Regions from separate parts of the Rattus norvegicus genome. Here region 2 is linked to region 1. The links are chromatin contacts, called in public Hi-C maps. All regions are on one chromosome and are shown on one strand. The core of a region is the stretch at or near the end of the contact, and the rest is flanking DNA. Distances in the headings are between cores, read along the strand shown. Region 1 overlaps Susd1 (sushi domain containing 1). Region 2 has its middle 21 kb from the start of Hsdl2.

Region 1 (7,152 bases), core at 2,067-4,566:
TCAAGAAGCACGTTGCTTAGTGGAAGGAGCAAACGCAGCGGCAGGCAATCAACCCACGGTCCACAGCACCACAGGCTTCACACAAACACAGAAGGGCACAAAGGAGGAGGACCCGGAAGACCCGGGAAATTCAGTTTCATGGCGGGCGCAGCCTTGGAACATAAGTAGCTGTAGAGTAGTGGGGAGAGGGGGGCAGGGAGAAGAGTGAGTCTGAGTATCAGGCCAGTGAAACAAATGTCAGCTAGGTACAGAAGCGAGGCTGCGGAGGAAGCACAGGATGCAGCCGGGGAAGGGCTTGCTTGCCAGATTGTGGACAGACACTCTGAGCAGAGGCAAGCTGCAGGATAATGATGGGGACCATTTTCCATTCGAAAGGAAGCATTAGGGTGCAGAAGGACCGGAGGTCATAAAATAGAATATAATGCTATTTCCTCAACAACAACAACTATATGTCAGGCTCAGACTGCTCTTCCCAGGCCTGATTTCATTCTCCCAGCAGTCATAAGAAGCAGTAATAGAACGAACACTTATTAAGTTATAACTATGGACCAGAGAGTATGCACAGGACTTTAACCTTCAAAACATCCTGGCTGGACAGAGCCATGTCCAGCTTACGGTCCCAAGGCTTGGATGTTAAGTAACCTGCAAGGGTAAGGCGACATGAGGGACAGAGTCCAGACTCGCAATTAGACGTGTGCGTCAGACTCCCCTGCTAGGAGCCTCTTCGCTAAAGTAATCAAGAGGCTACAGGATAAAATCTGGGTGCTGTATTATAAAACAAGAAACAACTCTGAAGGAGAGGACTGGGAGGTGAGGGAGGAAGGACAGAGAGAAGTCCAGGCTGAATGCCAGCCTTTGAGCCCAAGAATCTGAATGAATGGCCCTTCACTGTTTTCCTCAGAAGCACAAGAAGAGACAGAGCAATGAACTGCATTTAGGACATGTCAGATATGAGTTATCTGTTTACTGTCCAATGGAAAAACGGCCCAAAAAGCCATGGGTTGTGCATAGAAACAGAAGACGTGGGCGGGTGAAAGTAAGACATCCAAGTAGGTCACAGAGAGGGGCTCAGTGCAGATCCCTGATATCCAAGAAGACCCTCAGACAAGGGCAGTGTGGGGGACAGGGGGGCTGAGACGAGTCCCTAAGAGAAAGTATGCTCAGGAAGCGAAGGACGGTGGGGAGTGTGGCCCCCCTCCACTCTCAGTCTGCTTCCTCACTCCATCCAGGGAGGGTACAGCACGTCATTAAGGCCAAGAGGCAAGGTCAACCTCCTTCACTTCCACCCTAGCAAAGGCAACCTCCCTCTCTCCCACTCTGCATCCCTTTTCCTTAGTGAAACAGTCCCAGTCAAGCTTAGACTTGGGGTTTGACATTGGTCAGAAGTAGGGAGAACAGGCCTTGGGTCTGTCTAGCTCTAGGACATACAGGCATCTCCAGTGTGACACAAAGAAGGGCCCTACAAGGTCCTATTGAACCTGTACTGGATTTGGGATAATAAAATATTCAGCTTGGCTTTACTTTATCCCGTTTGTGTAGGGTACTTGTACAAATATAGTATATGGGTATATGTATAGCACACATATATGTGGATTTTTTTTGATATTCAGTTAACATCTAGTATTTCTCTGTGTGGCATTTACTGTATTTTTAATCAGTTATTTAATGTCTACTTCTTAGAGTGAAACTTGGTCATTGCAAAAGCTGCACTTATCTCTTTAAACCTAACAAATGACTTAGACAAAGACATTCACAACGTGTCTTCTTATCTGATTGATTGGTTAGACAAATGAATGGGTGATCAGCAACACTAAAGTATAGAAGGGTTAGGTAGGGTTAGGACAGCACATGGGTTTAGCAGCTAGATGGTAAGGAGAAGGTAATGCTAATTCCCCTTCCATGATAGGCAGAGATAACAAGGGAAGGAAAGGAAACTCTCTCAGAAGACCCACTGTACAGGGTCATCGGGGACCAGTCTAGTTTACTCTCCTGGTTTACAACGTGGGCCCCTCTTTGGGTTTTGAAAACACAGAAAGAATGAATTCAGGTGGATACGTTCAATATTGTCTCCAGTCTAAACAGTTCCTGACTCCAAAAAAGATCCGATGATCTTATGACAGAGGCCACAGCCAAACTCTGAGGCCATTCCCAAGCAGACTGCAAAGCAGGCACACTTGATGACTGTGGCAGCAAGGCACGGGGACACATCACGGAACAGATGTGTGCTTGCCTATAAACAGCCCTACGCCTCCTTCCTTTGTGTTCAGCCCTAAGGTAAAGTCAGGTAAAGTGGGTAAAAGCATCATGCCTAAACCACTAAAGTAAATTACACACTTTACGGTGATATTCGTGGCACATGAATAAATGTTTATTGTTCCCTGGGTATTAGTTTTTGTGCACTTTAGGAAAACACATCTACCTCATCAGAGTCATGATATACCTTGTATTACAAAGAATCCTTGATTGGTGTATTAAAACTAAGATTGTCTCCCAGGCGTGGTGATGTGTGTCCATAGACTTAGCTTGGGAGACTAGGGCAGGGAGACCTCTCAAGAACAGGAATTTAAGACTTGCCTGAGCAACGTAGCAAAACCCCTAAATACGCCTGCGTGTGTAAAATCTGTGAATATATGTGTGTATATATATAATTACATATATGCTACTTAAGAAAAACAAGCTGTGAAGATAATTCTTTAGTTATATCAAAGGTCGTCAGGGTGGCATGCAAACAATTCAATCGTGGGACAGCATGAACAGGCAAGTGAGGGCTTCCACGGCTTCCAGGCTTGAGTTCAAATCAGAACTCCGTCGAGCACTGGTTACAGAATGACCCTAAGGAAATTGCTCAACCTCCATGAGTCTCAGATCACTGAACTGAAAATACTTGCTTTACAGGTTTCGAGGGTAAAATGAGATCAAGCACTAGGGTCCCCAAGGGAACCCTGGGTGTGGCAGCTGGTGTGCAGGATCCCAGCAATGATATTGGTAGCGATGAGTGTCATGTACATCCTCAGACCCAGCCCAGCGGTGGCTAATGCAGTACTGTGCCCATTCATCCCAGACAGCCCTTGCTTCCCACTTAAAACGTACGTGCTTCAAGCAAGCACTGGCTAGGCTGGTGAGAAGGGCTGACAGCCAAGGAGGGACAGCGGGTAACAGGAGCTTGGTAGCATTCGCAGTAGTGCCGGGGGCAGGTTGTGGGATGCAGAAAGGTTCCTGGGAGAACAACAGTCTGTGTTTCGACAGAGTTGTTGCTCTCCTAAGAGCATGGAGTGATGGACTGACCGAGTGTGGAGTGTTAACCTTGTAATTATTAACCCAGACTGGAAACATGAAAGGTAAATGACCTGTGTAGAATGGGAGCCAGGGACAGCCTTATCAAGAACAAATCAGCCTCTTTGATCTTGAAGTAAAACTGAGTCATTAATGTGAAGCTTCCACCTCGGGTTTTTCCAGACACTAAAGTAGTTGCCTAATTCCCAGCTGTCTGGAGTTTCCAGTTCAAACTGGCCTTAGAGGAAAAAGTCCTACCACCTTGTTAAGAGTTCACACTCTATTAAAAAACATTACAGATCTGAGCCACTAACACAGAGGCACGGGGCTTTCAAAGATACTTTAAAGCAATCTAAACAATCTGTGTACAGATAATCCGTCCTACCCAGTCAGAAATTAAACACAGGCATATAGACAGAGGGGTAGACGGAGGGAATTCAAGGGAAGATGACGGCAGGGGAAGAGGTGAACCGTGAAACACAATAAAATAAAAACACACTGGGGGATTCGGGATGGCTTAAGGTTGAGGAAAAACTGGGAAAAGAGGGAGCAGCCAAGCAAGAACCATGACAACCACATCTCTTGCTCCATTTCCAGAAGCTTCTCCAGCCTTCCCCTCCAGAGATGATCTGCACAGAAGCATGAATTAATCAGCATGCAAATCCCTCCCTTTATCTGTGAAAATCGAATTTAGCTGCCAATCCTGATCGAGGGCACACAAGCCTCCTCACAGAAAGAGCCTCACTCCCGGGGAGAATGCCTTTTTCTCTCCTGAAATCAAAGCTTGCATAAGCCCAGGGAAACAGCTGCAGCTGGAGCTGCAGACTTAGTAAAAGGTGGAGGGCTGAGGACAGTAATTATAATTAGCGGTTACATAACATGTTTGCTCTTCAAAGTGCTGCAAAAGGATCAGCTAATTAATAGCTTACTGTGCCCCGCGCAGATCCCCTGGTTTTTCATGGAGTGACTAATCCTTGTGCCCCCACTGAATTCTGAATGGTGGCAGCAGAGGACCTTGGGCAGCGAGACCACAGCGATACCCAGCTCTCTTATGGAGCCATTTCTTGGGGAACAGTTCTGGGAGAGAGCTGTCTTACATCCTCCGGGTAAGTCCTGGAGGTGCTGCCAGAGAGGCGATGCTAAGTTAGAGAGACCATCAGTCTAGGGAGGTTGGCTTTAGAGAAAATGCAAGATGGTACTGGCTTGTTCTTGCTTCCCTGCTCACCCAGGGAGACATCTCCGAAATGAGGTGGCCTAGATCTCTGAATTCTCATCTTCTGTTTCCTCCCCACTCCACAGCCTACACCTTTTGAATATACGATGGTGATAGCTGAATGTAAGAATTGTCTGTCTCCTCCAAGAGTTCCTTCCCCACAGGTTTCAGCAGCCTATGATGCTTTGAATTTATTTACAAACCATTGCAAGGACATGTGAACCTGCATTTCCTCAGGAGAAAGCTGGTTCTTCTACCACACTGTAAATTCCAAAAACGTAGTGCTTTGCACATAGAGTACACTAAATATACATATATATCTTTGGGATGAACAGATGGGCAGGATGGATGTCATCAAATTTCTCTCATAGGGATGGCGAATTGGCTCGGACCATTGGTGCTTATCAAGCAAGTGTGAGGTCTGGAGTTCAACACCCAGAACCTCCATAAAAACGTAGGTCATGGTGGCTTACTTGCATAGTCTTAGTGCTGAGAAGACAGATACAGACAGATCCCTGGGCTTCACTGGCCAGCTAGATTAATCTAATTGGGCCAATTAATCTCTGGGCCAATGAGAGATTCTGTCTCAAAAAGAAAGAAAAGAAAAAAAGGTGGAGGTCCTTAGGAACAACATTGAGACTAGGCTGTCTTCTGGCATCCATGTGCACTTGCACACACAGGTAGAAATCACCTGTGCACGCGCACGCACGCACACACACACACAGAAAAATGAAAACTATGATTTAAAAGATAGTGTTGTATGTATGCATGTATGTATACAATAGAATACTCTTCACTGCTTAAAAGTAAGGAAAATGACATATCCTATATTGTTGGTGTACCTTAGCAGTATCATGCTAAGGGAAATAAGTATTTCATGACTCTACTTCCATGGGGTGCCTAAAGTAGTCAAATTCCTGTGAGAACAAAGGCAAATGGCAGGGTGCCAACGGCTGTGGGGAGGAGGAGTGATGGGCTCCAGTTTTAGAAAATAAGTTCTGGGGGTTGGGGATTTAGCTTAGTGGTAGAGCACTTGCCTAGCAAGCACAAGGCCCTGGGTTCGGTCCCCAGCTCTGAAAAAAAAAGAAAAGAAAAGAAGTCCTGGAGACCGGTTCTACCATGGTGTGGACGTATATAATACCCATGGATTCCATACTGAAAACAAACCAGTATCATGCAGTTAAATAAAACTTAACTCCTTGGATTTTGTCATCTTTTGTCTGAAAAGCTGTCATATCAAAATGTGTCAAGAGTATACACTCCTCCAAGGAAATGGTTCATAGAGTCGCTTTATCTCAGCTGGCTAAGAGGAGACGGTAAAACACACACACACACACACACACACACACACATACTGTGAACTACGGTGTTTCAAAAGATGGGTGTGTAAAATTCCCTCCGTATGTTATTTTCCCAATCCTCCTCCTACATCATCACGGTTAAGCTGATAAATCCGAAGCCAAATGCCTACCCTAGTAAATGGCAGAGGTGAGTGTGACCCAGAGGGAGGCAGCCACACCCCTTCTGGTGCTGTTCCAGGTAAACAGGAAGCCAGCAGAAAGGAATCTGTACCTGCACATGCATACGTGATCTCACTCCAGGAGCCGCTGTCTGTGCAAACAGAAGTGATCTTTCCTCCAGGACTCTCAAAGCCCTCCTCGCAGTCATAGTGAGCCACACTCCCCTGGCTGGAGCTGTGATTCCCCACCAAGATGGCGTTCTGAACTTCAGGGGGACTGCCACAGCTGATCTCTGCAAGGAAAGGCAAGAAGACATCAGTGAGGAGCCCTGACTCCCATCCCCGCAATTAGGCTCTCAGAAAGAAACATTTCATGATAACAGAGGCCATTCATCTGGGAAAAGAGAAAACCGACTCCCTCAAATAGTTCAAATGTAATTATATAAAATTAAGGTTATTCAGAAGCATAGGAAACCGGTGTGCCTGGATTTAATGAAATTTTCAAACGTGCACACAGAGAGAAGAGCCAAATTAGGAGGTGGCTTATGTATAGAGCTCCTTGTGTATGAAATAATACATCTTAGGGTTCGTTTACATGTTAACGTTCTCTGGAACTTTTTACTATGTATCTTCAGATCCTTAACTCTTCAGTGGAGGACAGTGCAGTTGTAGCAACTGTTGTCAACTGAATAGGAAATAAAATATTACAGAATCCTTGACATTCTCAAAGCAAGGCAATGCAGAAAGTGCTTATCTTTCTATAGTCACATCACACTCAGCTCTCAAGGGGAAAGGTCACTCGCAAAGGAGAGGATAGATCAGAAAGCATTAGAGTGAGTTCAAGTTTCCTTTTTATAACCTTAAAACTACATATATATTGTATTAAAAGATAGTAAACTACATATACATTGTAGTGCCAGCCAAAGCAGGCTTCAGAGCACAAGTGCAGTATATCCGGAGACTTTTAATCTTCAAAATTGTCACGGGTACCTTTTCTGACAAAAATTCAAGTGTACTTAATGAAATACTGGCTTAATAAATCCTTGTAAGCCCAGAACTTGGGGGCTGAGGTAGGGCAACTGGAAGATCAAGGCCGGCCTGGGCTGCAGAGTGAGACTGTTTCCAACACAGCACAGGACTAATGAACACATGGTTCTCGTCTCCTGCCCTTGCCCTCTGGGGGGCAACCGTGGCTGAAGGCCTCTGA
Region 2 (7,152 bases), core at 3,192-5,691, 200 kb after region 1:
ACCCGTAGCATACACGTTCACAGTCAAGTACACATGATGCACACACACACACAGACACACACACACAGTACAGCACACACACGTACCCAGCACACAAAGTAATATATATTAACACACACACACACACACACATACACACACACATAAACACACACACACACACAGAGTACAGCACACACACGTACCCAGCACACAAAGTAATATATATAATTAACACACACACACACACACACACACACACACAGTTAAGGTAGGTTTGTGGGGGGGGTATAAACATGAGCTCTGTGATACACTTACCTAAACAAAACCAGAAGTGGGCTTGCTAGTACATGCCTGCTACTCCAGAATTTGGAAAGGCTGACATGGGAGAAATATGAGTTTCAGGTCAGCCTGGGCTACATAGGAAGACCCTATTTTAAACATAAAAAAAACAAAAACAAAACTATGTTTCAATACAATGTAGCAGATATAAAATCTTCCCTCTGCTTTAAAATTCTTATCAGAACTAATGTAAATGTTTCAGTCTTAAAAAAGACGGAAAATGTAATGATAAGCAAAGACCAGTGTTAGAAGAGGATGCTTGCCTCCCCTTTGTCCTCGAAATTGCATATCACCAGAGAAAATAGAAATGAAAGTCCAGCGATGAGATTATCTTACAATGATTGCATAGCCACTGGCAGTAATGAAGCAAGCAAAAGGAGACACAGGAATTCTATGGGCAAGGTTTGGTACCGTATCAGAAGCAATTGCCACACTCTGAAAATCCCAGGGATTTCTCAGAAGGCCACTCTGGGGCAGAGTGACCTGTCTTGTGTGAAAAGAAAATGAACATTTTCAAGGTATCCTTGACTGTTGTAAAGTCACTGAAAAGATCTGCTCTTGGTCATAACATACAGTTTATTTTTTTCTTTTAAAAAAATTTTTAAGTTAAAAATTTTATTAAAATTTTTTAAGTTAAAAAATTTTATTTACATTTTTAAAAGATTTATTTATTTATTATATATAAGTACAGTGTAGCTGTCTTCAGACACACCAGAAGAGGGCATCAGATCTCATTACAGATGGTTGTGAGCCACCATGTGGTTGCTGGGATTTGACCTCAGAATTTCTGGAAGAGCAGTCTGTGTTCTTAACCGCTGAGCTATCTCTCCAGCCCCTAAATTTTTTTAACTTAAAAAAAGTATATATTTGTGTGTGTGTGTGTGTGTGTGTGTGTGTGTGTGTGCACATGAAGGTACCCATGGAGTCCAAAAGAGGAGGACTTTAGATCTCTCAGATCTGGAGTTACAGGTGGTTGTTAGCCACCAGATGGAGGAGCGTTTAATGACAAAGTATAATGATCTGGGTGCAGTATCTGTAATCTTAGCTCTTGAGAGGCAGAAGCAGGAACATTGAGCGCTCGAGGCCAAAACATTTCTTTTAGGGCTTTAAATTTTATATAACCTATTTTGTTCTCTCAAAACAATTTTTTAAAGGTTTCTTTTAATTTATACGTATTCTCGCCTCTTGATGGCAGTCCTATAGGGAACCTCGTATTTTTTTGCCTTAACTCTAATTATAAATTGTCTATTCCGATGCTAACAGTGTCCTAGTGGACAAAATTGAGTCTTAAAGTAACACCGCCACCTAGCGGTAGTTTTGACTGTTTGCCTTCATTTCTCTTTGGTGTGCGCATGGACGTCCAGGAGCAGTTGAGGCCGTTATTTGAGATTGTGAAATTGCTTCCTAACGCTTCTTTCAGTTTTACATTCCTTGCTGCAATGTCTCCATCCTTTGAACCCTGGTTATGTTCTATCCTTTCGATTTTAGCCGTTCTAGTGGCTGCAAAGTGACGCAATCTCGTGGTATTTAGATGTATTAATGCTGCTAGGAGTTTCCGGTCCCGTCTGTTGCCTGTTTGCATGTCTTTTGGGGAGAATTTTCTATTCAGATCCTATGGGGTTTTTTGCTTTTGTTTTTGGAGTGTCCCTGAGTTGCTTAGTCTGAAACCATACTTTTGGTCTCAAACGATCCTCCTGCCTCAGCCTCCAACTGCACTGTTTCTAGATCTTTGATTTTTTTTTCCAACTTAAAAATTTAGCTTTATTTTTTTATGTGTGTGTGTATGTGTTTTGTCTGCGTGTGTGTTTGTGCACAAATGTGTGCAGTGCTCACAGAGACAGAAGAGAACCCTGGGTCCTCTGAAACAGGTACTATAGACAGTTGTGAGTGGCTGCATAGGTGCTGGGAATGAATTTGAGGCCTCTGGAAGAGCAGCCAGTGTTCTGACCACTGAGTCATATCTCCAGCCCCTTTGATCACTTTTTTCTTTTATTGTATTTTTTATTTACATTTTAAATGTTATCCCCTTTCCCAGCTTCCCCTCCAGAAACCCCCTATCCCACCTCACCCCCTGCTTCTATGAGGGTGCTCCCTCACCCACCCACCTACCCACTGATCACTTTTTGAAACTACGTGTACCTGTGTGCCACAGTGACTACAGCTTGCAGAAGCCCAGTTCTCCCCTTCCATCAGGTGCATTTAAACTCAGGTGGTCAGGCTTGGCAGTGAGTGCTTTTACCCATGAAGTCATTACAGTGCCCCCCCCCCCCTTGCCCATTTTAAACTATACGGCCAGTTATCTTTCTTGCTACATTGCCAGTTTTTTCATAAATGCTAGGTTCTAGGTGTTTATCTGGTAGAAGATGTTAAATCTGGTTGGGTATTCTATAAATTGATCTTTTTTTTTTTTTTTTTTTGGTTCTTTTTTTCGGAGCTGGGGACCGAACCCAGGGCCTGCGCTTCCTAGGTAAGCCCTCTACCACTGAGCTAAATCCCCAGCCCCTAGATTGATCTTCCAATTTGCTCTTTTCTTTTCTAGGTGGGGGGTGTCATGTGAGCAGGCTGGTACCAAACTCACTGTGAAGTCAAGAATGGCCTTGAGTTCCCAATCCACCTACCTCCTCTCCCTAGTGCTCGAAGGACAGCTGTGTCCCACCATGCCCAGCTGTTTTTCCATTCCTTGATAGCACGTTTTGAGAGTGGCTGAAAAAGTCGCTCAGAGGCCTCAGGCAGGCATGGTAACCTGCCTGTAATTCCAGCCTTCGTTCCCAGGCAAACTGACTAGGAAGATTAGCCCTGTTCTTCTGGTGAGCTCTGGGTTTGATTGAGAGACATTGCCTCAAGGGCATCAACCTTTAGCCACCACATGGACACAAACACATGTGCACCACATAATTATACCACCACACATGTAAGAACATATAACTCGGGGTTGGGGATTTAGCTCAGTGGTAGAGCGCTTGCCTAGGAAGTGCAAGGCCCTGGGTTCGGTCCCCAGCTCCGAAAAAAAGAACCAAAAAAAAAAAAAAAAAAAAAAAAAAGAACATATAACTCACACAGACATGAAAATGGGGGGCGCAGTTGTTAGGGAGAAAATAAGTTTACTTAGTACCAGGTAAGGGGCAGCAAGCGGGTTGACAATCCTGTAACTTGAGGCCCCTCTACCTAAGAAGTGCTAATCTGCTTGACCCCTATACCTTCTATCTCTCTTCTGGCTTGTGCTTCTGTTGCTGAGTCAAAACAACTCCAGGCTATGAGTGTTTACCTCTGGGTGTTCTTTTTTTTTCTTTTTTCTTTTTTTTTCGGAGCTGGGGACCGAACCCAGGGCCTTGCGCTTGCTAGGCAAGCGCTCTACCACTGAGCTAAATCCCCAACCCCCCCGGGTGTTCTTCTAAGAACTTCAGAGTTCTAGTTCTTACGTTTAGGGTTTTGAGCGGTGTATGCCAATTTTCCCCCTATGGAGTGTGAAGGTGGGATCTAGTTTTATATACGTGGGTTTCTGGTTATCTTAGCATCCTTGTAATACAGTATGTTTTTGGTTCAAACCAAATGATACCTGTATACTCTATGAAAGCAACTGCCAACAGATGGGTTTATTTCTCGGCTCTAAGTCCACTGCACAGATGGGTTTATTTCTCTGCTCTAAGTCCACTGCACTGGTCCACACGCCTCCTTTATGCTAGCACTACATTAGTTTTGTCTTTTCGTTTTGAAGATTTATTTAGTTTATGTATGTGAGTATGCTGTCTTCAGACACCCCAGAACAGGGTGTCAGATCCCATTACAGATGGTGGTGAGCCACCGTGTGGTTGTTGGGATTTGAACTCGGGGCCTCTGGAAGAGCAGTCAGTGCTCCTGACCGCTGAGCCATCTCTCCAGCCCCTTATTAGTTTCTGTTGCTGTTGTTTAACAGAATAGACATTTAAAGAGCGGTCTGATGCTCATCAGAAAGCTGAGCAGAAAGCACAGGTTTCCTCCTGCGCTGATGCTTTAACTGTTGCTGGGCCTGACAGAAACATCCGGGGAAAGGTTTATTTTGGCTCATAGTCCATGCCCGTGGGGAAGGCAGCTGGTTACACTGTATCCAAAGCCAGGAAGAGGAGAGAGGAACGATGAGGTTCGCATTATTTTCTTCTTTTGACTCAGCCTAAGAGCCCAGCCCATGAAACTGGGCTACCCAATCAGTGTGAGTCCCTCTTCCTCAGTTAAACTTTTCTATAAACGCCTCACAGGCAACATTCAGAGACATGTTTCCATGGTGATTCTGAAGTCAGTTGGCAGTGAAGATCAGTCACTGACCTGTATGTCCTTTTTATCATTAACACCCCAAACTGGCGTGTCAGAGTCGATGCAATCAATGAGCCGACACTGGCATGGCTGCCAAGTCTGAGGTTTACACCACTTTTCCTGTGTGATGTTGTACATTCTACGGTTTGGTCGTGTTCTGGGACATGTTGTGTGGCTCTCAGACAGACTCCTACTCAGTTGCTCAGTGTTGCCCTTGAGCTCCCTACGTAGCCCAGGCGGCTTTTGGTCTTGTAACTCTTCTCCTTTCCAAGAAACTGGGATCACAGATACGTCACCGAGACAGACGACTGCGTTGCTGCTGCTTTCTCCTCCTCTTCCTCTTCCTCCTCCTCCTCCTCCTGTTCTTCCTCCTTCTCCTGTTCTTCCTTCTTCTCCTCCTACTCCTCTTCTTCTTCCTCATCTTCCTCCTCCTTCTCCTCTTCTTCCTTCTTCTCCTTCTCCTCCTCTTCCTCCTCCTCTTCTTCTAATTATTTTATTTTGGGGAGGCTGGAGAGCCGACTCAGTGGTTAAGAGCACTGGCTGCTCTTACAGAGGACCAGGGTTCAATTCTCAGCACCCACACAGTGGCTCACAGCTATCCTAACACCAGGTCTGGGAATCTGACGCCCCCTTTGGGCCTCCAAGAAAAATGCATGCATGGAGTATATTACAATATGCAAGCAAACAACTTGTGAGCAAAACACTTCAAAATTACTTTATTCTTTTAATGGTGGCAAAAGTGAGAAAATGTATTAAATAAAAACCCATTTTTCCCAGTGCAGGGAATTAAACTCACCCAGGGTGGCATACATCCTGGAATGGCTCTAACCCTAAGTTTCATACTCAGTGCCCTATCTTGACCTTTATTAAGTTCACAGCTGAATGAGAGCAAGTCCATCATCTATCCATCTACAGTATTTTAAAAAACAAAATTCTAAAACTCAAATTCTGTACCCATTAAGCAATGATTCCTCATTTCGCCTCTCACCAATGCTGGGCAAACACCATCTCTCTGTCTCCTTTCTATATTTAATGACTTTACATGTCTCATATAACTGCAGTTACATAGCATTTGTTTCTTACGATGGATGGCCCTATTAACTTAAGGTTTTCAAGTTCATTCATGTTGCAGCATGTGCTAGCACGTCCTTACTGCTTAAAACTGTGTAGCATGACTGGGAATTATGAACACCCATGCTTACCTACCTAGCTGAGGTCACCTGACATGGCCAGCAAAAAATTAAACCAGGCTTGGGTTGGAGGGGCCACAGCAAGACAGAGGCTGTGACAGTTTTATTGATAGCAATCAGACTTTGTATACCCTTATTAGAAACAAAATATAATGGCAGTTGCCAGGATCAATTCAGGTATGGTTGCCAGGATACAGTGATGCAAGCTGTGCAGGGCACACAAGATTAACGTCTAAGGGAAGAGCACTGACTGCTCTTCCAGAGGTCCTGAGTTCAAATCCCAGCAACCACATGGTGGCTCACAACCATCCGTAATGGGATCTAATGCCCTCTTCTGGTGTGTCTGAAGACAGCTACAGTGTACTTATATATAATAACTCTTTAAAAAAGATGAATGTCAAAGACCAATGGTCCCGTCAGACTTCTGTCCTTCCTTGGCTACCAAGGAAACATACAGAGAAACACAGATTGGTCTGAAGGCTTCACTGACTGAGGAGTATGAAGTCACATAGTGCCCCAGGAGCCATGTACTCTAACCTGAAAACTCTATAATGCCTCTCAAGGCAGCTAGACTGGGTCAACTCCATGATTCCCCATGGGGAGTAGTGGTGCATGCCTTGAATGCCAAAAGTTGGGAGACAGAGGCAGGAGGATCGCTGTGAGTTTGAGGCCAGCCTGGTATACATACATAGTGAGTTCCAGGATGCTAGGACTACATAGAGAGACCTTGTTTCAAACAAACAAACAAACAAGCAAGCAAGCAAGCAAACAAGACTGATACTACACGACATGCACATGCTACAGTAGGCTTACCATTCCCACCAAAGAACAAACACTTGTAACCTTTGGTTATTGTAAATAATGCTGCTACCAGTACAGTGGCAGGCGCACGAGCCTCTCTTTAATTTGCTGGAGTTGTAGCTGGTGAATCATACATCAGTTTTATTTTTACTTTTCTATCTTCTTGTATATTTTCTTTATCTACAATTCAAATGTTATCCTCCTTCCCGGGTTCCCCTCTGGAAACCTCCTAATCCATCCTCCTATCCCCTGCCTCCATGAGGGTGCTTCCCGAGCCACCTACCAACCCACCCACTCCTTCCCACCGCCCTGCCCTGGGATTTCTCTACCCTGGGGCATGAAGCCTTCCCAAGACCCAAGGCCTCTCCTCCCATTAATGCCCAATAAGGTCATCCTCTGCTACATAAGCAGCTGGAGCCATGGGTCCCTCCATGTGTACTCTTTGGTTGGGGGATTTAGTCCCTGGGAGTTCTGGGGTGTCTGGTTGGTTGATATTTTTGTTTTTCCTATGGAGTTGCAAACCCCTTCATCTCCTTCAGTCCTTTCTCTAATT

Evidence for each region. Hi-C and Micro-C count contacts between places; a contact is called where the count stands out from the background.
Region 2: a contact with region 1 is called in a Hi-C map of liver, with 3 times the contacts expected there. The contact joins two enhancer-like sites. A contact is called at or near these places in 9 of 12 Hi-C or Micro-C datasets (the A7r5 cell line, Schwann cells, frontal cortex and 5 more) and 1 of 1 datasets of contacts at active chromatin or transcription factors (oligodendrocytes).

The regions. Positions count from the first base shown.
Region 1 is chr5:79,017,860-79,025,011 of GRCr8, forward strand. It overlaps Susd1 (sushi domain containing 1), which reads right to left. Exons shown (of 15, transcript NM_001427255.1): 6 at 6,059-6,238. Among named protein-coding and RNA genes, the nearest start is that of Susd1, 49 kb to the right of the region's middle. Within about 2 kb of position 3,317, at least 45 of the 93 cell types and tissues checked have an H3K27ac peak or open chromatin away from gene starts, as enhancers often do. A contact at or near this core is called in hepatocytes and liver, where this site is marked.
Region 2 is chr5:79,214,245-79,221,396 of GRCr8, forward strand. No RefSeq gene overlaps it. Among named protein-coding and RNA genes, the nearest start is that of Hsdl2, 21 kb to the right of the region's middle. Within about 2 kb of position 4,442, at least 6 of the 93 cell types and tissues checked have an H3K27ac peak or open chromatin away from gene starts, as enhancers often do. A contact at or near this core is called in hepatocytes and liver, where this site is marked.